Regions from separate parts of the Sus scrofa genome. Here region 1 is linked to region 2. Evidence: chromatin contacts called from public HiChIP or PLAC-seq data. All regions are on one chromosome and are shown on one strand. Each heading gives the region's core, a stretch centred on a gene start, on an enhancer-like site or on the middle of the called end of the contact. The rest is flanking DNA. Distances are from core to core; before and after follow the strand shown.

The links. HiChIP or PLAC-seq counts read pairs in DNA pulled down with a chosen protein or histone mark.
Region 1: an H3K27ac HiChIP or PLAC-seq map of alveolar macrophages shows a contact between it and region 2. The contact joins the promoter of PDS5B here to the promoter of BRCA2 in region 2. A contact is called at or near these places in 2 of 47 Hi-C or Micro-C datasets (embryonic fibroblasts and skeletal muscle) and 1 of 2 datasets of contacts at active chromatin or transcription factors (alveolar macrophages).

What each region holds. Positions count from the first base shown.
Region 1 is chr11:9,011,329-9,017,176 of Sscrofa11.1, reverse strand. PDS5B (sister chromatid cohesion protein PDS5 homolog B) reads right to left here and starts at 2,483. Exons shown (of 35, transcript XM_021065557.1): 1 at 2,281-2,483.
Region 2 is chr11:8,801,827-8,807,653 of Sscrofa11.1, reverse strand. It overlaps BRCA2 (breast cancer type 2 susceptibility protein), which reads right to left and starts at 1,704. Exons shown (of 37, transcript XM_021065184.1): 1 at 1,548-1,704; 2 at 746-851. The coding sequence starts at 812. ZAR1L (ZAR1-like protein) reads left to right here and starts at 1,778. Exons shown (of 4, transcript XM_021065181.1): 1 at 1,778-4,191; 2 at 4,718-4,810. The coding sequence starts at 3,409.

The DNA of each region.
Region 1 (5,848 bases), core at 1,234-3,733, 210 kb before region 2:
CCCATGACAACAAGAATCACTATCATCACTTTATCTCCTCTAATTCTTGGGGAAAGTGATGGAAAAGAAAGCATAAGCATACAAGAATGAAAGTGACAAGAAGAGTAAAAAGCTACTGTAGGGGTGGGAATGGTTTAAAAAAATTAATTTAATAAAAAGCTTCTGTAAAAACAAAGTTAATGCATGGATAATCAACCTCAACAAAAGAAAAATAAGAAAGAGCACAAAAATTCTTCAAGGCAAAAAAAAAAAGTCAATACAAACACTACCATGTCATTTAAAATACACCTTCAAGTAAAACCCAGAGATTTTTTTAAACCATCAAAAAGGCAAAAATAAATAACTACTTCAGTAATCAAAGAATGTCTAAAACGCACCTTTTCTATATACACTTGTAAATTCATTTTGAAAGAATAATGTTCTGACTTAATTTTTTTACACCTAAGTTTTTCAAAATAAATCTATCTTAACATAAGAAGTTTCATGTTGAAACTTTCACCTATATATTCACCACTACAAATTTTAATTAGGTTTTCTGCTACTACTCAGTGATACAAAATTAACTGTTCCACAAACTGACCTGCATACACCATAAGAATGCTCATTTTACGGTTCCTAAAAATGCTAACATTTCTGACATATGCAGTGCATAGATAAGTGTCTTTTCTAACCCTTATTTTGCTTAATACCATTTTTGTGTTTTTAACTATTTTACTTGACTACTGTATAAGTTAGAACAGAAAATACTCTATCTTGGGACTTCACATACATATGCTGAGAACAATGATTATACATACTGCCATCGAGGTTTTGGGTTTTTGTGGGGGGGTTTTGCCATTCAAGTTTTAAATAATTATGACTCATGTACAGCTCGCCTCTTATATACATAAATAAACTTGGATTCTTAATGATTATTAGGAAGACAGCCGGTGACCCCCAAATCACTCAAGACCACAGACTAAACCTTCGAAATCAAAGGCTATATCCAAAATTTCCGAAATGGTTTAATAAACAGGGTTGGTAGGGTCGTTCAGGACAGTACCGTCCAGCCATCATTTCATAATAAAAGTATAAGAGCGTTCGAAGTACGTTTTTCAAAGTCAAATAAAGGGTTCTCTTTTGGAGTTGATTAGGATGCCCAAAACGCTCTTTCCAACCCTATCCCGAGTTTGCACGGGCCGCGGAGGAACGGAGGAAGCGGCAGTTCTGAAGCGGAGGTGCTACGTTTCTGGGTTCGGAGTCATTCCCTCGAATAACTGTACCAGGGCTTAGCGTGTCGCGGCTTCAGCGCATGTACCAAGAGGCAAAGCAGCACAGAACCACAAACAAGCTTTTTCTCCCGACCAGAAACTTTTCAGGTGTCAGTAAGATAACAGACTCAAAAAAACGTCAACCAGACACCGTTTGCACTGTCGTTCCAATTCCGAGGCTTCCTAAAGGAAAGCTAGGACTCAGTGGTCGCCAGGGAGGAGCCACTCCAGCCCGTCTGGACTCTTCCCCAACTAGGTCCTCGGGTGCCCCCAGCACCAGCTCCAAGAGGCGCGGTGAGCGCGCTTTATCTCTGGCGACTGGCAAGTAACCGTATAAAAATGTCACTCTATCGGCCCTTGTCGTCGCCCGGAGCAGAGGCTGCGCGGAGCGGGCCCGGCGCGGGGGACCCGGCCGCGGGGGCGGAAGGGCCGAGGCCCGCAAACCGCCCCGGGGTCAGCCGGGACCCGCGCTCCCCGCCCCTCGCCCGGAAGGGGGAAAACCCGCCCGCGGGAGGATTCAACAGGAGCGCCGCGCCGCCCGCCTGCCGCCCGGGAAACAGCCGCCGGCCGGCCGGGCGCGGGGGGGAGGGGCGGCGGCGGGGCGCGGGCTGCGGGGCGGCCGGGCAGCCCGGCAGCGGGCGCGGACCCCCGGCGCGCGCAAGGTCACCGCCCGCGGCCCGCCGCCTCCGTCGCCGCGGGCGCCCCGGTCGGGCCAGGGCGGCAAGTTTAATTTCCAGAGGCTGCGGCTGAGCCCACGGCGTGGAGGGAACACGGCGGCCGAGGGGCCCTCCCCACCCCCCACCGCACAGCCGGGCCCACGCCCCCGGCCCGCGCCCCACTCCTCCCGGCCCCGCCGCCGCCAGGCAGCCGGCGGCTGCAGCCCCCGATGCCTGGAAGCGAGTCTCGGCTGGCAGGCGGGCGGCGCTTGAGCCCCGCCACAGACACAGCCGCGGTGGCGGGCGCTGAAAAATGGAGCGCGGCGACCAGAGAGAAGAGACATTTTCTTCCCGTTAACTGAATTGTTTCCTACCTCCGGGTGCCCGACTCGTTACTCCTCTCACTCCGCTGCTCTCCGGGATCCGCCGCCGCCGCCGCATCCAATCGCCTCCTCCCCCCCTCCCCTTCCGCAGCCAGCCCCGCCGTTCCTCCTCCTCTCCGCTTCAAAATGGCGCCAAGAGCTCTTCGGCGGCTGCTCCAATCGAACCGCCGCGGACAGCACCGGGGGCAGGCAGAGCGCCGCGTGGGTGCGCAGCGCCCCCTGCCGACCGGACAGCCTCGCGCGCGTGCCCGCCGGCCTCCCCTCCGCCCCGCCCCGTGCGCCCGCGCGTGCCCGCCTCCGCCCCGCCCGTCGCGCGCGCACGCAGTCACACGGGCACGCCGCCGCTGTGACATCGAGACCCGGGGCTGTCAATGCTTTCTCTGCTTCTAAGGCTTCCTTGACTTTTGCCGAAAACCACGTAAATTGTTATATACCTCTACCTTTATGGATAAAAGTTGGGAATTTTTTAAAACAATGAAACAATACTAATATCGTGCTAAGTAAATAAAATTGATGTTAACTACTTTGCTCCTTGCTAACGCTGACCTAGTCATCTCAAAATGCCCTGAGTTGTTTTTGTTTTTGTTGTTCTTGCACTTTATATGTTATGTCTTTACTTAATCTCACAGCTGTCCCATTTTCAGGTATTGTTTAGGCGGTGGCTGCGAGGACATAACAAGTCCACCTGTAACAAAGCATTCCATTCATTTTATCACAATTGTCCTTATTACAGGGAGAAATAATCTGAAGAACACAAGGAAGTCTTCTGGGAGGTGGATTTCTAACCCCCTTCACCTCCAGGGGATGCCGCTCCTCACTTCTGCAGCTGTACTACGAGTATATTGAAAGTTCATCTGGGGTCCGTCGTGGCGCAGTGGTTAACGAATCGACTAGGAACATGAGGTTGCGGTTCGGTCCTGCCTTGCTCAGTGGTTAACGATCCGGCGTTGCGTGAGCTGTGGTGTAGGTTGCAGACGCGGCCGGATCCCACATTGCTGTGGCTCTGGCGTAGCCGGTGGCTACAGCTCTGATTCGACCCTAGCCTGGACTCCATATGCCGGGAGCGGCCAAGAATAGCAACAATAACAACAACAACAAAAAAAAGACAAAAAGACAAAAAAAATTAAAATAAAATAAAAAAAAAAAAGAAAGTTCATCTGGAGATTTACTATTAGGATGGAGAGAGAAAAAAAAATCTCTGAGGATTAAATGAAGCAGTTGCTTAAAAAAAAAAGGAACTATGTTGTATGCAATAGCAAATGGATTTACAGAAATTAGTAATATAAACCTTCATTTAAAGCAACACTATTTAGGGAAACAAATCTGAAGTTGGTATTAAAAGAAATTAGTATTAAAAATAAATGTCTGTCTTTAGGGCTTTAAAAAAACCGAATGTGAGGGGAGGGTGTATATGAGAAATCTCTGTATCTTACTCTCAATTTTGCTATAAACTTAAAATTGATCTAATAAAGTCCAAAAAATAAGCAAATTGTAGTTCATCAGGAGCAGTACAATTGGATGCAGCATAATTTAAGATAGATAAACCGGGAGTTCCCGTCGTGGCGCAGTGGTTAACGAATCTGACTAGGAACCATGAGGTTGCAGGTTCAATCCCTGGCCTCGATCAGTGGGTTAAGGATCCAGCATTACCTTGAGCAGTGTTATAGGATGCAGACTCTTCTCAGATCTGTCCTTGCTCTGGCTGTGGTGTAGGCCAGTGGCTGCAGCTCTGATTGGACCCCCAGCCTGGGAACCTGCATGTGCTGTGTGGGTGTGGCCCTAAAAAGACAAAAAAAAAAAATCAGTGGTGAGAATGATGAAAAAATTCTGATTTGCAGTTCCCATCGTGGCGAAGCGGAAACAAATCTGACTAGGAACCATGAGGTTGCAGGTTTGATCCCTGGCCTCGATCAGTGGGTTAAGTATCTGGCATTGCCATGAGCTGTGGTGTAGTTTGCAGACTCGGCTCAGATCTGACGTTGCTGTGGCTGTGACTTAGGTCGGCAACAACAGCTCCGATTAGACCCCTAGCCTGTAAACCTTCATATGCCTCGGGTACGGCCCTAAAAGGACAAAAGACAAAAAAAAAAAAAAAAAATTCTGATTTTATACAGACTTGGTTAAAAGAATTATCTTTGATTATAAAAAAAACCCCACAAATCTGGGAGTTCCCTTCATGGCTCAGCAGTTAATGAACCTGACTAGGTTCCTTGAGGATACCAGCTCGATCCTTGGCCTCGCTCAGTGGGTTAAGGGTCTGGCATTGCTATGAGCTGTGGTGTAGGTTGCAGACATGGCTCATATCCTGCACTGCTGTGGCTGTGGCCAGCAGCTATACCTCCGATTCGATCCCTAGCCTAGGAACTTCCACATGCATGGGTACAGCACTAAAAGCACACACACACAGACAAAAACCCCCACAAATCCCTGTGCTAGTTTTTTTATGGCTATTGTAAACAAATTATAAAAACAACCAACAACAGATTTATTGCCTTACAGTTCTGTGATTCAAAGAACTGGCACAGGTTTCACTGGGTTAAACTCAAGATGTTGGCACAGCTACATTCCTTTCTGGAGGGTCTAGAATTCTCTAGGAGAGAACCCGTTTTCTTGCCTTTTGCAGCTTTGAGAGGCTAACCACATTCCTGAGCCCTTGTCCCCTCTTCTCCATCATCACAGTCCACACAACGGCATCTTTCTGACCCTGTTTCCACTGTCACATGTCTTTGTCAGACTCACTTCTGCCTCCTTCATTCGAGTTTAAAGACCCTTCTGATTATATTGGGCCCATCTAAATAATCCAGGATAATTTGCCTAATTTAAAGTCAGATGATTAGCAACCTTAATTTGATCTATAACCTTAATTCCCCTTTGCCATGTAACCCAAATATTCACAGGTTCTTCAGCAGAGGACATAGATATCTTTGGGACTCATTATTCTGCCCACCATACCACTCATATTCTGATCATTTGGTTTTTTGGTTGTTGCTTGTTTGCTTTGTTTTTTGGTAGAGTGTAAAGTTGAGATTGAGGGGATTAAGAAGAGAAGAGCTCAGGAGTGCCCGGAGTTCACATGAACAACTGTAAAAACACCTACACTGTTCCCACTACCTTTTTTTTTTTTTATAATTTTTTTATTCTCCCACTGTACAGCAAGAGGGTCAGGTTATCCTTACATGTATACATTACAATTACATTTTTCCCCCACCCTTTCTTCTGTTGCAACATGAGTATCTAGACAAAGTTCTCAATGCTATTCAGCAGGATCTCCTTGTAAATCTATTCTAAGTTGGGTCTGATAAGCCCAAGCTTCCGATCCCTCCCACTCCCTCCCCCTCCCATCAGGCAGCCACAAGTCTCTTCTCCAAGTCCATGATTTTCTTTTCTGAGGAGATGTTCATTTGTGCTGGATATTAGATTCCAGTTATAAGTGATATCATATGGTATTTGTCTTTGTCTTTCTGACTCATTTCACTCAGGATGAGATTCTCTAGTTCCATCCATGTTGCTGCAAATGGCATGATGTCATCCTTTTTTATGGCTGAGTAGTATTCCATTG
Region 2 (5,827 bases), core at 455-2,954:
TCTAAGAGGCTACTACTTAAGCTTTGGTGTAGTACCAAAGAAAAATACCCAAGAGTAACTGAAGACCATTAAAATACTCCTTTTTCTAACTACACTGCTGAGTGAGGTTGGGTTTTCTTCATACACTTCTTCCAAACAACATTGTAACAGATCAAACACAAAACGGGTCTAAGAATCCAGCCATCTTCTCCTGAGCCAGATACTGAAGGAGAATTGCAAAATGTTAAAATAATGTCACTCTTCTCCCGTTGGGGGAGTGGTTATTTTTCAAAAACATGTTATTCACATCAATATACAATGGGTTTATTTACTTATTATTAAGTTATAACTTTTTAAAAGTTCTTTTAAATTTCTAATATGTTCACCTATAATAAACAAAAGCTCTTGGTCCTCCATCATTTTTAGAGTGGAAGGAATACTGAGACCAATAAGTTTGGTCTCAGTATTCTGCTCTATGTTACCAATGCGTCTGATGTGGCTAAAAGTTTTCTGCTGAAAAAAAACAATTCTACTGCCAATCAAAGGGCCAGTCTCCTCTTTGTCCACTACAGGTTCTACACTTAACCATGTGGTTAAATGTAAATGATTATTTTCCTAACTGATTTGACTCTATATAAAGCACAGTTTATGGTGTAAACAAAAATGTGAAGTATTGGATTCTTTTCAGCAAGCAGCACAGTTAAATGTTTTTCTGAAAACATTTTTCTTAGTGTAATTGATCAATTTATATAAAATTTGTCAATACCTGCTTCGTTGCATCGCGTCTTAAAAATTTCAAAAAAAGTTGGTCTCTCTTTGCATCCAATCGGCATTTTTATCTACAATATGCCTCCGACGTTTGGTAAATGAGTCTGCAAAAGAGAACACCAAAATATACTTCACAGGATAGAGTCCTTGTTAAGTGACTCTGAGGTAAAATCGGAAGCGGGTAAACTTGCCTAAAATTACATTGTCTATTTACTTGGTCCCACTTTTGGGACAAGATTCAACGCAATGAAGGAAGATTCTATATCTGTGCCGTCTAATACGGCAGCCACTAGCCACATTAAGCATTTGAAATGTGTCAAGTATGACTTAAAATCAGAATTTTCAATAGTATTATCTCTCTTAAGTTAACTAGTCACGTGTGGCTAGTGGCGGCGCAGTTAGCAGGGGCTATGAGATAAACACCATTTCGCAATGCCCAATCAGTAAATCTTCGTAACACAGCAATTACCTGGGGACTAAGATACAGTGTGCCATAGGTTTTAAAACACTTTCCAAAAGAGCAAGATTCCGCTAAAATAACTTTATCCTATTTCCAATTAAGGAAATTTCGGATTGGGACTTCTGGGACTAGAGGCCCCCCCCCAGCTGGGCAATGGAGTTCCCGGGAAGGGGCGGGGCTCGAACCTCCGGCCCTGAGAGCAGGTCCCTCTCCGGCCTGCGAGGGGCTGGCGGGGTCCATCCCGGGCCGGAGGCCGCGGCTCCCACCCGGGCACGAGACGCGCTCCCCGCCGCCTGAGACCGCGGAAGCCTGGCCGGTCTCCACTCCTGCCAACACTAACCGCCTTCAGAGGTGCAGCTCTCTTTGGCCAGAGTAGGCTGACAAAACCCGCGCCGGCACTTCGATGAGGAATCTGACCCCAGACTCCTTTCCGCCGCCACCCACAGCCCCAAACAGCACCCAGGTCGCAGAGCCCCAGCAGCCCCGCCTCCGCCCACCGGGTTTCAGACGCTCGCGCCAAAAGCCGGCTCTCGGGACACGTGACGCGATGACGCCATGACGCGGCACGCAACGTGCGCGCCACCCGGAAGTCAGGCTCGGGCCGGGCCGCCGCAGCCGCTGCCTTTTATGGCCAAAGCCAATCATTGTTTAACTACCTGAGAGTCTGTACCCAGCGTTACTCTTCTGAGCCTTCAGAGTAGCAGGCCGCGCTGCTGGGAGGGACCGCGCGTCCCGTGTATACTCCCCGACTTCTTCCCCTTCTCTCCGCTACATCTACGTTTGGGTGCCCCCTCGGACAGGGCCTGGGGTCTTTGAAAAGTCTTTGTTCTAAGAGTGGGCGTCCCCCAAAGAGGCAGATGTTCGAAAACCCCACAGTGGTCCGTGGCTGTGGATGACTCCTTTTCCCGGCTGCCTGCTCCTCTAGGGTAGAAGGGGCTGCAGTTTAAAGCCAGAGGACATTAGTTCTAGTCCACAGGCAGCTGGTTTTCAAAACCTCTGAACCCGCTTCCCTGCTTAAAAAATTGTAAAACCCGCCTCAAGTCTCCTGCATTAAGTACTTCCCTGTGGGGGCTTCCGTAATATCCCTTGACATTCCTAGGGTACCAAGCACTGTTTTGTGCCCGACTTCCCTCCAACCGCCTGCAAGATATGCTTAGCACCAGGCTTAATTCAGGTTTATAGTATTACCTAGAAAACCTTCGGCTGGATTCTGGAGGTGAGAGCGGCTCATGGGCCTTGCTGCTTCCTGAAGGCTCTTAACAGTGCACAATGGAAGCAACCTTGGATTAGAAAAAGGGTGGCCTCTGCTTGGTTCCTTGGGTGTCATTTTAGTTTGATAATCCTTAGCTGTAGTAGGAAGTCTTACCAATACAGATAGGTACCACAGCTATGATCATCCAGGTCTAAATAGCAAAGAAACACAGGCGCTTGATCTTTACCCAATAACAGCTACCACATAGTGAACATCTGTGAGTTGTTCTGCTTTGTGCCTTATAAGAAATATCATGCTTAGTCTTATAATAATTTATAAATCACTGGGTATTTTCAGATGGGGAAATCGAATCATCTTAGTTTAAGTTGCCTGGTCAACAAAGACTGGGTTTCAGTTCAAGTGTGTGTGTGACTTCAGGTACTTAACTATCCTATTAAATCTGTATTTACCCTCAAGGTCAGAACAATTTGCTTCCCTCCTCACACCCTGTTTTGGGGGGGGGGGGCGAGGCAAGGGTCCTCATTGGAGTGTTTTAATGAGAACTGTTGGTATGTCATACAACCTTCCCAAATATATTTTTTTACCATAGCACTGCCCCCTCTCCCCATAACTTTATGCTCCTTGTTCCTGTGGTACCAGGTTTTTTACACTCATTAGCTGTGCATAGCATTCTTTCTTATACACACTCTTCTAGTGTGGCAGCTCAAATGATTTACTGCTTGAATTTGATCTATGGTATCTTTTAAAACAGGACCTCTAAAATGGGGAGTCCCTATGCGAATAACTAAATGAATTGCTAACTTAGGGCATGTGTGTGAATAAGAAGTTAAATGAAAAACAGCTTTGAAAAAAAGAATCGAAGAGACAGGGAAGAGCAATTAGAGATCGGCGGCAATTAGACCTCTGCAGGTAAGGAGATCACCTTCCTTCCCCCAATTACGGTAACAGGCAGCAGCACCCGGCCCGATCTGAAATAAATGAAGCTCGGATGAACCTGAATCAACTTGTGTGGAGAAAGAGGGGGCGGTTGAAGATGGAAGGTAAAATAAGGACGCAAACAAACTGCCCTGGGATATTGCGCTGTGCCTGGGCGCCGGGAGGGCGGATGGAGCGCTTTGTGCGTGTTCCCTACAGCTTGTACCCGGGCTACGGGAACACGCTGCCATTGGGTCACCCCGGACTCGCTGAGCACAAACAGCCCGACTGGAGGCAAAACAACGGTCCCCCCGCTTTCCTGGCCAGGCCGGGGCTGCTGGTGCCCTCCAATGCCGCGGACTACTGCGTGGACCCTCGCAGGAGGGCCCAGCTCAAGGCCATTCTCTCCCAGATGAACCCCAGCCTGAGCCTGAGGCTGTGCAAGGCCAACACCAAGGAGGTGGGCGTGCAGGTGAGCCCGCCGGTGGACAAGTCCGTGCAGTGCTCGCTGGGGCCTCGCACCTTGCACAGCCGCTCTCCCTGGAGCGGCCCAGGCCAGCAGGCGCCCGGGTCCGCCTGGGGCGTCTCTTCGTCGGTGATGGACCGCAAGGGCGTGGGGCTGCTGCGGAAGGATGGCGAACACGAGGAGAGGAAAGCACTTTCGGGTCTTGCGGAGCCTGGCCAGCAGCCGCCGCCGCCGCCACCACCAACACCAAGTTCAGAAGAGGACCAGCGGGAGGAGTGCCACCAGCACGATGCGTCGGGGGAGGAAGATGCCTCGAGTCCGGAGGAACGCCAGGACAAGCAAGCTCAGGGAGGTGGCGGTGCTCCGTTCCGGCCGAAACCCACCTTCCAGGTGAGCCCTCTCTGCCTTCCCCGCAGCCCTCTGCTAGCCCCATTCCCTCTTTCCTGTTTTCCATTTCTAGAGCAATGACAGCAGAATCTTTCTTGCTCCCTCCCTTTATTTGATGGAGAGCAAGTTCTGAAAACATGTATTTTACATGGCATAGGTGCTTTGTCCCTTGGGGGCAAAATAGGGTGCCCACTTGAAGCCTTAGAAACCCCAGTGTTTGGGAGCCATAGCTATTGGGAATGAGGGGCAAAGGAGGGTTTCAGGTTGTGAAATACGTGATCAGCCCTTCATTTTGTGAAGTTGGTGCGAGTGGTCTTGGGGAAAATAGATTAGCAAAGCCTGAGAGCCGCAAGAAGCATCCCAGAGTAATGAGTCCTTGAGAGAGGAGACCGGAGTCAATGTTGTGACCTTGAGAAGAGCTCTGATTGAGTTAAGGAGGCTTCTTATTTTTTTTCTTACACAAGGCCACAGGAACAGGCTCCCCCCTCAAACACTAAGATAGTAAAGGACCTTTCCTCCTTATTTGCAGTTTTTAGAACCAAAATATGGCTATTTTCACTGTAAAGATTGTAAGACCAGATGGGAGAGTGCTTATGTCTGGTGCATTTCTGGAACTAACAAGGTAAGTAAAAGTGAGTGGGACCAGGGCGAAGGCTGGGGCGGGCGATGGTGCATGGGGGGGGGTACAATCCTGATGGAGTGCGGCTGTGGTGCTGCCCCAGCCATCTTGGCCGCACCTAATGGGTGCTCCGTCAGTGTTTGAACGGAGCCGAACTGGGCCGTCCACCAAAATGCCAGAGCGCCTGAACCATATCCCAGCGTTAGATTTGGTTGGGTAGTTCCCTTGGACAAAATGTCAGGTTGTTTAGATGAACCCTTGCTCTCCTGTGTCTGGGACTTGTTGCTGTAGCCATTTCCCTCTGCGCCCCCCACCTTTTTTTAGGGCCACACCTGCAGTATATGGAGGGTCTCAAGCTAGGGGTCCAGTCAGAGCTGTAGCTGCCAGCTGTGGGCTGATGACACAGCCACAACCTCTGTGACTGACACCACAGCTCATGGCAGTGCCAGATCCCTAACCCACTGAGCGAGGCCAGGGATCGAACCATGTCCTCATGGATACTAGTGGGGTTGATTAACTGCTGAGCCATGATGGGAACTCTCTGTAACCATTTGTTTTTAATTAGTGATTTAACAGATTTGGGCCTTAGCTCTAGTAAATTTCCACTGTCTGTCCACAAGGTGGAGCAATATGGGAACTAATTTGTGGTACAGGTTAGCTAGCCTTGAGGGGCTCAAGCTAAGCAATGGCTGCAAGGAGTAACACTGAAAAAAATCTGACCCTGTGATCACTCGGCAGAAATTCAGGTTCTTGCCTTGACTTGATGGGAACACTACTGGCTCTGATATCCCATACCTCGAGGGGAGCTCAGGCACTGTCGGTTCCTCCCTGGGAGGCCGTCCCCAAAACACCCCCCACACCTGCTCGTTGGTTCTCTGCTTGTCCTTTCCTGTCCTTCCAAAGTCAGTTCTGGCCTGATGCATGTCCTTTTCCCAGGGAACTTGCCTTAATCATTGGATTAACAGAAACCAGAACAGGACTGCCCCTGCCATCACGTAGCCCACAGGGTCTGCTCTGATT